2 separate regions of the Mus musculus genome follow, and region 2 is linked to region 1. The links are chromatin contacts, called in public HiCAR-type maps. All regions are on one chromosome and are shown on one strand. The core of a region is the stretch at or near the end of the contact, and the rest is flanking DNA. Distances in the headings are between cores, read along the strand shown.

The links. HiCAR-type assays count read pairs that join an accessible place to other places.
Region 2: a HiCAR-type map of fibro-adipogenic progenitors shows a contact between it and region 1, with 3 times the contacts expected there. The contact joins the promoter of Tmem17 here to the enhancer-like site in region 1. A contact is called at or near these places in 6 of 39 promoter capture datasets (cranial neural crest, embryonic stem cells, hippocampal neurons and 2 more), 7 of 484 Hi-C or Micro-C datasets (the HL-1 cell line and embryonic stem cells), 7 of 115 datasets of contacts at active chromatin or transcription factors (bone marrow-derived macrophages, embryonic stem cells, fibro-adipogenic progenitors and 1 more) and 2 of 9 other capture datasets (adipose tissue and embryonic stem cells).

Annotation. Positions count from the first base shown.
Region 1 is chr11:22,316,084-22,322,613 of GRCm38.p6, reverse strand. No RefSeq gene overlaps it. Among named protein-coding and RNA genes, the nearest start is that of Ehbp1, 33 kb to the right of the region's middle. Within about 2 kb of position 4,058, at least 41 of the 459 cell types and tissues checked have an H3K27ac peak or open chromatin away from gene starts, as enhancers often do. A contact at or near this core is called in adipose tissue and fibro-adipogenic progenitors, where this site is marked.
Region 2 is chr11:22,509,923-22,516,452 of GRCm38.p6, reverse strand. It overlaps Tmem17 (transmembrane protein 17), which reads right to left and starts at 4,170. Exons shown (of 4, transcript NM_153596.3): 1 at 3,870-4,170. The coding sequence starts at 3,969.

The sequences.
Region 1 (6,530 bases), core at 2,809-5,308:
AGATATAATTTGCTAAACACATGAAACTCAAGGAGAATGAAGACTGAAGTGTGGACACTATGCCCCTCCTTAGATTTGGGAACAAAACACCCATGGAAGGAGTTACAGAGACGGAGTTTGGAGCTGAGATGAAAGGATGGACCATGTAGAGACTGCCATAGCCAGGGATCCACCCCATAATCAGCATCCAAACGCTGACACCATTGCATACACTAGCAAGATTTTATTGAAAGGACGCAGATGTAGCTGTCTCTTGTGAGACTATGCCGGGGCCCAGCAAACACAGAAGTGGATGCTCACAGTCAGCTAATGGATGGATCATAGGGCTCCCAATGGAGGAGCTAGAGAAAGTAGCCAAGGAGCTAAAGGGATCTGCAACCCTATAGGTGGAACAACATTATGAGCTAACCAGTACCCCGGAGCTCTTGACTCTAGCTGCATATATATCAAAAGATGGCCTAGTCGGCCATCACTGGAAAGAGAGGCCCATTGGACTTGCAAACTTTATATGCCCCAGTACAGGGGAATACCAGGGCCAAAAAGGGGGAGTGGGTGGGCAGGGGAGTGGGGGTGGGTGGATATGGGGGACTTTTGGTATAGCATTGGAAATGTAAATGAGTTAAATACCTAATAAAAAATGGAAAAAAAAAAAAAGACTGCATTCATTGTGTCCCATAATTGGATATGTTGTGGCTTCATTTTCATTAAACTCTAAAAAGTCTTTAATTTATTTGTTTATTTCTTCCTTGACCAAGGTATCATTGAGTAGAGTGTTGTTCAGCTACCAAGTCAGCGTTGGCTTTCAATTATTTATATTGTTATTTAAGATCAGCCTTAGTCCGTGGTGATCTGATAGGATGTATGGGATAATTTCAATATTTTTGTATCTGATGAGGCCTGTTTTGTGACTGATTATATGGTCAGTTTTGGAGCAGGTACCATGAGGTGCTGAGAAGAAGGTATATCCTTTTGTTTTAGGGTAAAATATTCTGTGGATATCTGTTAAATCCATTTGTTTCATAACTTCTGTTAGTTTCAATGTGTCTCTGTTTATTTTCTGTTTCCAGGATCTGTCCATTGGTGAGAGTGGGGTGTTGAGGTCTCTCACTATTGTGTGAGGTGCAATGTGTGCTTTGAGCTTTACTATAGTTTCTTTATGTGGATGCCCTTGCAGTTGGAGCATAGATATTCAGAAATGAGAGTTCATCTTGGAAGATTTTACCTTTGATGAGTATGAAGTGCCCATCTTTGTCTTTTTTGATAACTTTGGGTTGGAAGTCAATTTTATTTGATATTAGAATGGCTATTCCAGCTTGTTTCTTTGGACCATTTGCTTGGAAAATTGTTTTCCAGCCTTTTACTCTGAGGTAGTGTCTGTCTTTGTCCCTGAGGTGGGTTTCCTGTATGCAGCAAAATGTTGGGTCCTATTTATGTAGCTAGTCTGTTAGTCTATGTCTTTTTATTGGGGAATTGAATCCACTGATGTTAAGAGATATTAAGGAAAGGTGATTGTTTCTGGTACCCTGTCTTTCAGTGATCAAACTACCTCACAAAATACAAGCAAATGTTTTCAAATGCTGCCTTTGTTTTTCAAACCTAAAGACAATCCTCCTGTTAATAAGAGGAAACTGAAACTTCCTTCTGAAAATAATAGTGTCCAGAAACTAATTGCTTTGCTTGGGCCTATCCCACTGTTAGCCATGTTTAATCTCCAACTGAAGCAAAAGGAGCATTCTAGTTGAACTATCAAAGGACAGTGCATGCATTATTTAAAATATTAACTAGTGTTGTAAAAATACACTAATTTTTAATGGCAGAAATGCTCTAAAATTGCTGAAATAAGTTGCTTCACAGTTTTCAAGGACTTTAGCAGTTTCCAGATACATAGAGCTCAGTACCCAAGAAAAATAAGGTTATCTATGACAGAAGTTGTCTTCTTTGTGGAAGAATGTACTCTTGAGAAATTCTAAGTCATCACTCCTCACTTGCCTGTTTTTAAAACCACAATGGAATGAGTTTGCAGGAGCTAGAGAGAAGCCTCAGCTGTTGAGTACTTCTGCTCTTTTAGAGGACCCAAGTTCAGTTTCCTGCACCCACTTGGTGGAGTGGCTCTTAACTATCTCTAACAGCAATTACACTCTTCTGGCCTCCTGGGTACCAGCACACATATGGTAGCTATTAGCCTAGGCATTTTAACAAAGCTTAAAAATGCTTTTGAGGCATGGCATATATGGTGGTTTGAATGAGAATGGCCTTCCCAGGCTTGTATATTTGACTCTCTAGTCCTCAGGTTGTGGTGCTGTTTGGGAAGGAATAGGAAGTGTTGCCTTGCTGGAGAATGTGTGACCTTGTTGGAACAGGTGTGTTACTGTGGGTGGGCTTTGAGTTTTAAAAGTCCAGGACATGCCCACTCTTGTGCTCTCTATTCCTGAAACTTGCAAATTGAATGTGAGCTCTCAGCCGCTGCTCCAGCACCATGCCAGGCTGTCTGCTTACCAATGCCCTCCATGACTGTCACGGAATAACCCTCGAAAGTGTAAGCAAGCCCCCAGTCAAATGCTTAAATGCTTTCTCTTAAAAGTCATCTTGTTCATGGTAGTGCACACCTTTAATCTGGGAAGCAGAGGCTGGCAAATCTCTGTGAGTTCGAGGTCTGTCAGGTCTATATAGTGAATTCCATGACAGTCAGAACTACACAGAGGAACCCTGTCTTAATGATAATAATAATAATGTTTCTTGATTCATGGAATCTCCTCATAGCAATATAATAATAACTAAGACAACATAATAATTCCTCAGGGAACTCACCCATTCGTTTCTCCTTCCTAGTTCACTTCCCTTCTTATTCCCCTTCCTCCCTCCCTCCCTCCCTCCCTCCCTCCCTTCCTTCCTTCCTTCCTTCCTTCCTCCTTCCTTCCCTCCTCTTCCTTATTCTCACATTCATTCTTTCTCATGCCTTACTGTTTCATGTAACCTAAATACAGGTCATATAGACTAATGAAATGGTTCCAAATGTTTTATTAATTTTCTATGTATATTAAATGCTTAAATGTATAAAGACAAATGTATTTCTTAAAAGAGGCCTATGTACAGGCTAGCTATAGGCAGATCCAGGAGATAAGAATCTATGTTCTTTATGCAGCATATAGCTAAATAGGCTCAAGGAAGGACAGCCAGCCAGAGACTCAGTTACTGCCAAAGTCTCCACATGAGCTGATAGGTAGATGATGCCCTGAGAAATGAGCTGATAGGATAGATGATGTTATGGGTTATGAAATCTTAGAGGCACCCACCTTGCAAAGAAGACTGGGACTTAATAGATTCTTTTTCTTTGGAACTTAATTTCAAGAGAAGTGGAGAATAGTGGGTTTTTAAAGAAATGTTCTCTTTCAGGCTCTGATTTTTAGCTTGAAAACAAATTAGTGAAGAAGGTAATTTGCTATTGGATTTATAAATTAGACATACCAGATAGCACAAAAGACTAACACTATCTTCTCTCTTACACTGGTTTATTTATTTATTCATGGAGATAGAGTCTTGTTATGTAGCTCCTGGACTTGAACTTCCTCTGTAGACCAGGTTGGCCTTGAATTTCTTGAATTCAAAGATCCTCCTACCTCTTCCTCACAGCTCTGGGACTAAAAGCATGTACCAGTAAATTAAGATAATCAATAATATGCTGTCCTCAGAAGAGGCAGAAATAAAGGATACATGCCTTTTCAAATACCTTTTATATCACACACATTGCTTCACTCTATATTTCACTGAGTCTTTCCTCCCATCCAGTGAGTTTCCTCCCAAATGCAGATTGCAATGGCTAAATTGTCAGCTTGATCCGAAGTCAGAATTACCTGGTACCATCTGGGAATGTCTGTGAGAGATTGTCTGGATTATGTTAATTGAAATGACAAGTGCTGACCACTATAGGTGGAAGTATTTCTTAGGCCACATTGTAGACAATTTAAAAATGTGAAAGGAATGAGCTAAGCGCTACTATATATACATTACATTACTCCCTGTGTCTGAGCACAGACCTAATGTGACTGCCTCAGGCTCCTGCTTGTGATTTCCCTCTCAGTGTTGGACCTTTAACAGTGAACTGAAACAACTTCTTGTTCCCTCTTGGGATGCTTTTGCAAGAGTATTTTATCACAGCGACAAACTGAGAGACCAGCCATTTTCACAGCAAAAGCATAAGAAACAAATCACTTCTGAAAGTGGACAATCGATATATGACCATTTAAAAATAATTTCCACAAACTAGAAATTTTATTATTCCACATTAAAAAAAAATAATGATACAGGGCCCAGTGTGGGTTCAGAATGACTGCTCTGGCTCTGACTCATGGAGGGCGCTGGTGTGAGTACTGAGGTCACTTTAACTAACCACGTACATAACTCATAACCCAGCAGTCCCAGAGGATATTTGTATCTGAATCACTGGAAACCCATCATTTTAATAGTCATCAAGTCACTGCAGTATTAGAGAATTTAAAAGGAATTTGAAATGAAATTAAACTCAAGTCAGAGACAGCCAAGAAGCATAGAGATCTCAAGGCCTCCTCAGTGAGCTGTAAGAATGAGTGTACACGTGACCTCAGAGGGAAAGACACTGACTTTCAAGGGAATAAAAAAGAAAAGGGAAAGATTTAGCATCTATTTGGCTATATCTTCCTGAAGAAGAAAACCTATATTATTGAGATAATCTTTACAAATCCCTTTTGCTAATAAGCCCAAACCTGGTTGTTTTAGGATCCCGTTATGTATTACCAAAACCGAAGGACTTCCTAATAAAACATTTTGTTATATATTTACCTATTCATATATTTAAACTGAGTTTTTAATTCTTAATGAATGAATGATAAAGTATACACAGAAAACATTTATAGTTATTACTAAACAAGCAGTAGGTGTTGGAGCTTTGGGAAGTGAGCAACAATTGAAGATTTGTAACCTTCTGTACTTTTTGTTTTACATAGTTTTCATGGATATTTTGAAAGGTTTCTGACTTAAGTAAGACTGTGATAAATCTGCCTTCTGACCACAGTGGGCTGTATATAATATTTCAAGTTTGGGTGATATCTTGCCCAGAAGCAGATGGACATCTTTTAGGCATGTAAAAAATTCTGAAAGTTGTCCAGTTACAACACTCAATGTTAGTTTAGTTTTTTGTGAATGGGGCCTTTTGGAGTAGCAGAAAAGCCCATCTGGGGAGAGAAGAGAGAGTGTGTGAGTTGTTATTGACTTATTTGTACCTTTAGGCCTGATGTCTGAGCCTAGGGATAAACCTCCAGCCCCTTCTGCATTTTTGTAAACAGGATCTTGCTAAATTCACCAGGGTAGCATAAAATTTCAATCTCCTTGCTTTAGGTTCTAGAATGTTAGGATTATAGACATGTGACATTATACTTGGTTTGTATTTTTAAGAATAGAATTTTGAATTAATCCTAAATAATTATAAGGTAGTGAGACAAATGATATCCAACTATAAAGCCATATATAAAACTGTAATAGTCAGGGTTGTGTGATTTAATAGGATTTTCATTATAAATAATTTTTTTTTAAATTCAGGCTTTATGTATACACACAATTCAGGTTAATTTTGAACTCACAATCTCTCTTCCCCACAGTTCTATTGGGGGCTGAGTTTACAAGGCATATACCAACCACCATAATCAATGTTTTAAACTTTGGGGTTGCTCAAATATTCTTTCAGCAAGTGTCTAAGCCAAACATTAAGATTTGTTTATGTTATGTTATGTTATGTTATGTTATGTTATGTTATATTGTGTTATGTTATTTGTTCAAGTTATGAACCTGGGATAGTCTGAAAAAGAAATTTGAGTTCCACTGAAAATTGATTTCAAAGGACAGATCCTACGTTCTCCTAAAAAGGAACCCAATTAGAAACCATTGGTATTTGGAATTTTCTGGCTGATTTCAGCCAATTTGAAATACAAACTGGATACATTAGTGCCTTTGTACATGACACAAATTCAAATGAAAAGAATGCTGTACATGTGATTATTTTCTGTTTTATATTTTCAAAGGTCTAGTGATAGACAGTTCAATAAGAGCGTACTGGCTTTGCAATTTGTGAGGAACTAGGCTTCTCCCTGCTAACAAGGTAGTCATAACAGGTGGTTATAGGTGGTCACTGTAACCTATGAGACAATGGCGTGGCTGCTGTTTTCTGGAACAGAACTGTTTGTGGTTAAGGGTATAGGTGGTACACAGCCCAATCCTTGAGAAGTAGATGTTTAATCATAAACAGGAGTGAACCTAATTTGTCTTTACTATTAGATGGCTTTTAAGCATAAGATGGAGACAGGACAGTTTAATTTTACAGAGGAACCAGTGGAATGGTGATAAACATAAGTGCTGTTTACAGGATGCAAAGTTAGGATCCAAGAAACACGCAGAACCTATACCTTAAGGTTCTGAGCCTAGAAAAACCTAGTTCTTTACATTTTAGTGTTAGGATATTGTATTTGGGGGCTGGAGAGATGGCTCAGTGGTTATGAACAAGT
Region 2 (6,530 bases), core at 2,921-5,420, 190 kb before region 1:
CCTCTGAACTGTGTATAAGAAGTGCTGGTTAGGGTCGGAGAGATGGTTCAGTGGTCAAGAGCACTAGCTGCTCTTGCAGAAGACTGGGTTCAGTTCCCAGCACCTACATAGTGGGTCATGACCACTCTAACTCCAGTTCCAGGAGATCTGGTGCCCTCTTCTGGCTTCTGTGGGCACTAGGCATACATGTATATACGTACACACACACAGACACACACAGACACACACAGACACACACAGACACACACAGACACACACACACACACACGCGCGCGCGCGCGCAGAAACACATTCATACACACAAAATAAAAAATAAAAGACTCAAATTCTTTTCCTCTAAGATGCAGTGTGATGTACATGAGCTTTAGAAGCTCATGATTTACATGAGCTGTGATGGTTTGAATGAAAATAGCTCAAACTGGAGGGGCTGGAGAAATGGCTCAGTGGTTAGGAGCACTGACTGCTCTTCCAGAGGTCTTGAGTTCAATTCCCACATGGTGGCTTACAACCATTTGTAACAGGATCTGATACACTCTTCCGGTGTGTGTCTGAAGACAGCTACAGTGTGCTCATATAAATAAAAATAAATAAATAAATAATATTTAATATATATAAATATATAAATATTTTTAAAATATTAAAAAATATTATATATGTATATGAAAAAAGAAAAGAAAATAGCTCCTAGGGAGTGGTACTATTAGGAGGTGTGGCCTTGTAGGAGGAAGTAAGTCACTGGAGTTGGGCTTTAAGGGTTTCAGATGCTTAAGTCAGATCCACTATCACTCTCTTTCCTGTTGCCTGTTGATCTGGATGCAGAACTCTCAGCTGCTTTTCCAGCACCACATCTGCCATGACGATAATGGACTAAACCTCTGAACTGTAAGCCAGCCCAAATTAAATGTTTTCCTTTACAAGAGTTCCTGTGGTCATGGTATGTCTTCATAGCAATAGAAACCCTAAGTAAGACAGGAGACAAGAAATTCCAGGTGCCAGAGTTGGGATGCATTATTACATCTTTCTGGGGTCACCTAATCATCTCTGATTTGATGACCCCTCACTGTCACTGAGGCTGTTGTGAGGGTCTCCACTCTTACCACTGTGCCTGGCACACATAGTTGGCACTCAACAAACAATGCCCTTTCCTTATATACGTAGACAACGAAGTCTTGGTGTAAGCACAAATTTCACTTTCATTTCCTGTTCTAAATCTTGCTTTCTACAGTGAATACCAAACATGCATAAGCAGAAAGAACAAAATTTCAAAGGCATGTCATTGTACATGTAGCCATTTGTGACACACATGTTCCATTTACCAGACTGATTACCCAACATCTTTTGTTTCTGTATAAGGGAAAAGGTCCTTCAACAAGAATTTTTTTTTTTTTTTTTGGTTTTTTTTTGAGACAGGGTTTCTCTGTGTATCCCTGGCTGTCCTGGAGCTCACTTTGTAGACCAGGCTGGCCTCGAACTCAGAAATCCGCCTGCCTCTGCCTCCCAAGTGCTGGGATTAAAGGCGTGCGCCACCACGCCCGGCAAGAATTTTTTTTTTCAAAAAGGTTTATTTATTATTATATGTAAGTGCACCATAGCTGTCTTCTGACACTACTATCTGAAGAGGGCATCAGATCTCATTACGAGTGGTTGTGAGTCACCAGGTGTTTGCTGGGATTTGAACTCAGGATCTTTGGAAGAGCAGTCAGTGCTCTTACCTGCTGAGCCATCTCACCAACCCCCTCAACAAGAATTTGATTATAAAAATTGAACCCTAAAAATACATTATAAATTTAACTACATTCTTATTTTAAATTGGTTGTTCTAAATGTAAGAATTTAGAAATTACAAATTCCTTGAGACTGTTTTTTGTTTTTCTCTGCATAGTTTTTTTTTTTTTTTTAATTGACATTTAATACTTTTAAAACAATCATGGGGTTGGAGGCTGGGAAGATGGCTCAGCGGGTAAGAGCACTGACTGCTTTTCCAGAGGTCCTGGACTTAAATCTTGCACCCACATGGCAGCTCACAACTGTCTGTAACACAAGCATACATGCAGTCATACAAGCATAAACGCCAATGCACATAAAATAAAAATAAATAAATTAATGAAAAATTCATGGTCTCTAGAAGCAAATTAAGTTTTAAGAGCAAGGCTGACTATTGTGGTCTGCTTTTTCTTGCTTTGACTTCTTAAATTATCCCAAATATAGGAATGATTTTTTTTTTTCCAAGTCGGGGTTCTTTGTAAAGGCCTGGCTCTCCTGGAACTTGATCTGAAGACCAGGCTGGCCTCGGCCCCTGCGTGCTGGGAGTACAGGCATGCACTACTACCTCTGGGCTAGGAATTTTTAAAATTTGTTAGCGCTAAGGAAAATCCACTAGGATTTTTTTCATTATTATTATTTTACTTTGGGCAACAGTACAATTCTTGATCCATTGTGGGTGTGATCTTACAGTCAGATTCGCCAAGAAGAAAACAGGAAAGTAATTACACACTAGCTAAGCTGATACTTTTAGAACCTTTAGAGCAGAAACTGTAGTCTTTTTTTTTTTTTTTTGCAAAGAGACTGAAGCAGGAATATTTCAAGATCAAAGCCAGTCTGGACTACTTAGAAAATTTCAGGATAGCCCAGGTACTTCTTGATTGCATTGTAACCAAATAAATTTTGTTGTTGTTTGTTTTAAAGGCTATGGGGATATAGCTTGAGAAGAGTGGCTGTTTAGAATGTCAGGGTTTTGATTTTATGTAGGCTCATGTCCATACTTCAACACATCAAATTTATACAATTGAAAAATCAGACCAAATGAAGAGGAACCACAAGGCACAAGGTGTGAGTTCATTAAATTTTACAAAAGTTCCAGTTAAGTTCTGTAATGAGATAAAATTTAAGTATTATATAATTGGTCAGACAAATTTTTCTGACCAATTAATTGCCTGTCTTGGCAGAGACAGTGAACTTAAACAGCTTTTCTCACGTTTGAATGTCTGGGAAAACAATATTTTCTGACACGTAAGAACCATAAGAAATTACAGGGCTGATGTCTTTACCTAGTTCTATTGCTGTCCACACCATCACGACTATCTAGGCTGCTGAGGCTCTAAAGAACTTCAGAACAAATGTCACCCCCGCCCCCCCCACACACACTTTTTTTCCCAGAGACTTTGTATTATTCGATTTTAGTGCCCCGTACGGCTCACACTTTGAATCGGAAACACGAAATCCTAATTTTACAGGCTTTTCTCCATATAGCGTAAATTACACGAATGACCAAGGTGACAACATGCAATGATGGCAAGTGGTTTGCTTTTCAATGCCCTATTTAAGAAATAAAAATAAAAATAAGAAAGCCCAAACCAAGCCATCGAAAGGATTTCCAATTCCTTGATTTCAAAGGAGACAACCATGTATGCTGTCCTCCTGATTGAGGAGGCAGAAGCTGGAGTTAACTCGTTGGTATTTCGTTTTTAGATTTCGGGAGGAGAGTTTTTTATACAGGGAGAAAGAAGGAACAGGCAGAGGAAGGCCTTGTCGGTTTGGCAGCAGCCGGTCTTGCTCTGCTAGGAGGGGTTTGGACACAGCCCGGTTTTGTGTGAGCCGGCGGCTGTCACGCTGGGGACTCAGCGGGGACCCGCGTGGGGAAGAAGGCGTTCCTGATCCGCATCCTGATCCGCTCGGCGACCGCGCCACCGGGTGCAGTAGCTGCGGCGGCGGAAGCGCGTGGTCTCCCGGGTCCGCCGCAGGGCCGTGGTTTCTCCCGGGGCACAGAGCCCTGGCTGAAGCCGGAGCAGCCATCTTTCACCCGGGCACGGCCTGTGCGGCCTCCCGCCCGCGAGCCACACCCCCGCGTGGGCCTGCGCCCTCGCCACTCACCGGCCGCATCACTGGACTCTGGCCCGGTGCGGCTGGAGTCGCCGAACACGGTGAGGCTGAGGTTGCTCAGGCGCTGGCGAACAGGGTCCGGCAGCTCCATGCCTGGCCTGCCCGCTGGCCTCTCACACACCCGCTAGTCGGCGGGCACAGCGGCGCGTGGCGGTTCCCTTGGCAACCGGGCAGTGCGGGGCCCCTAGGGACCTGGTACCTGGGCTTCCCCGAACGCTACAGAATCCTCCAGAGGCTTCCCCTTGGAGAGGCGAGCCAGGGCCACGGGCCCGCAGCCTAACGTGGCCTAGTGCTGCTGAAAATGGCGGGTTCCTCCGTCTTGCTTTAAAGCCGCGTCGTCTTAAGATGATCACAAGTAATAAGCCATTCGGACCTGGGCTGAGCCACAAGGAGCTCTCACACCATAGCAATTCCTCTGCAAAATTGGTGCACCATTTCTTGAGGGAAATGGAAAACGAACATAGATATTTTAAAAAAATGCCCTTGACATTCTTTTTATTATTATTAGATATTTTCTTTATATACATTTCAAATGCTATCCCGAAAGTTCCCTATACCCTCCCTCTGCCCTCCTCCCCTACCCACCCACTCCCACTTCTTGGCCCTGACATTCCTCTGTACTGGGGCATATAAAGTTTGCAGTACCAAGGGGCCTCTCTTCCCAATGATGGCCAACTAGGCCATCTTCTGCTACATATGCAGCTAGAGACATGAGCTCTGGGGGTACTGGTTAGTTCATATTGTTGTTCCACCTATAGGGTTGCAGACCCCTTCAGCTCCTTGGGTGCTTTCTCTGGCTTCTCCATTGGGGGCCCTGTGTTCCATTTTATAGATGACTGTGAACATCCACTTCTGTATTTGCCAGGCACTGGCATAGACTCATATGAGACAGCTATGACAGGGTCCCTTCAGCAAAATCTTGCTGGCATATGCAATAATGTCTGGGTTTGGTGGCTGATTATGGGATGGATCTCTGGGTGGGGTATTCTCTGGAAAGTCCATCCTTTCGTCTTAGCTCCAAACTTTGTCTCTGTAACTCCTTTCATGGGTATTTTGTTCCCTATTAGAAGGAGGAATGAAGTATCCACCCATTGGTCTTCCCTCTTCTTGATTTTCTTGTGTTTTGCAAATTGTATCTTGGGTGTTCTATGTTTCTGGGCTGATATCCACTTATCAGTGAGTGCATATCTAATGACTTCTTTTGTGATTGGGTTACCTCACTAAGGATGTTCCTCAGAAAATTGCCCTTGACATTCTTAAGAGGGTGGATGAGCCAAGCATACCTGCTTCAGAAGACAGGGAAATAACTTAAAAGTATTGAAAGCAGTTGTTTCTGGAATATAGGTGATTTTAAAACTAAAAATATCAGCCTTTCCCTGCTTTCTCTTAAGACATATCATTTTAGCATTTAGAAGGCAGAGACAGGAGATCTCCAGTTTAAGGTTAGCCTGGGATACATTGCAAAATCCTCAAAAACCAAAACAAACCATTAGGTGTAATAGACATAAAGAAAAGCACAGTCGGATGTATTAGGTCCCAGGTCAGTCAACAGTATCATCATCTCCAGGAGCTACCCTTTCTCAGTTGCTTGTGAAGCAGTGGCCTGTTTTATACTTTATAGTAGACTGATTGCACATTCAAGTTTAAAAAGAAAATCTGACTTTGCTGTCAACATTTTTTATGAATTTTCTTTCATGTTGATAAGTTCCTGTGTAATTTCTACTTAGGAGCAGTTATGACAAGTGCCACTCTTGGTGAAAATGCTTGTTGATGAACATACATGTTTATGTTGAGTATAACATACACATTTATGTAGAGTGTAACCTACATGTTTATGTTGAAACATACATGTTTATGCCAGTGTAACATGTTTATGTCGAATGTGTCCGGGGAAGTGCTGAGGCAAGTGGTATGTAAGACCAATTTTATTGGGATCTGCCAAGGCTTTCTCAAAGAGGTTTCAGCAAACTCTCCAGCTATATTCGAACATTCCTGTCACTCTGTGAGCTTTACCAAGACTTATATTCCACTCTTCCCTTTTAATCTTTCTGGTAAAGGGTTCTGGGCCTAGAGATATCTCAGTGGTTGCCAACACTCATTGATCTTGCAGAGGACCCAAGTTCATTTCCCTTTACCCACATGGTGACTCACAACCATCTCTAACTCCATCAGAAATCTCTTTCTGATCTCCAAGGGCATCGAACACACAAGTGGTGTACAAACAAAACTTCAGGCTAAATTCGTGTAAAATGAATAAATCCAATTTTAAAAGTCAAGATCATGGCAAGCAGTAACATTTTACAATTCTTTTCATAAAATATAGTTCTTGTTCTGAAGGGAGTAAGAAAGAATCTATTCTGAGCTAACTATGAGTGCCTGTAGCCTGGTAACGTGGATTCAGGTCATCCTAATAATGTTTGTACTATTAGAGAATGCAAGATAGCCATAATGCATCTACTAAATACATTACTGGCGATGTTGGGTAGGCAGGTCATAGCAAAGCAGGGACATCTCTGCCACAGGCCTCACATGCTGGGAGTTTCCAGAGTATGTGTTGTGCATTGGGTTCATTGCTATTTGTGTCGATTCAGCTCCCAAAATGTCTGTGCTGAGGCTCCCTGCCCCAACTTGGCTCTGATTAGGAAATAAAGT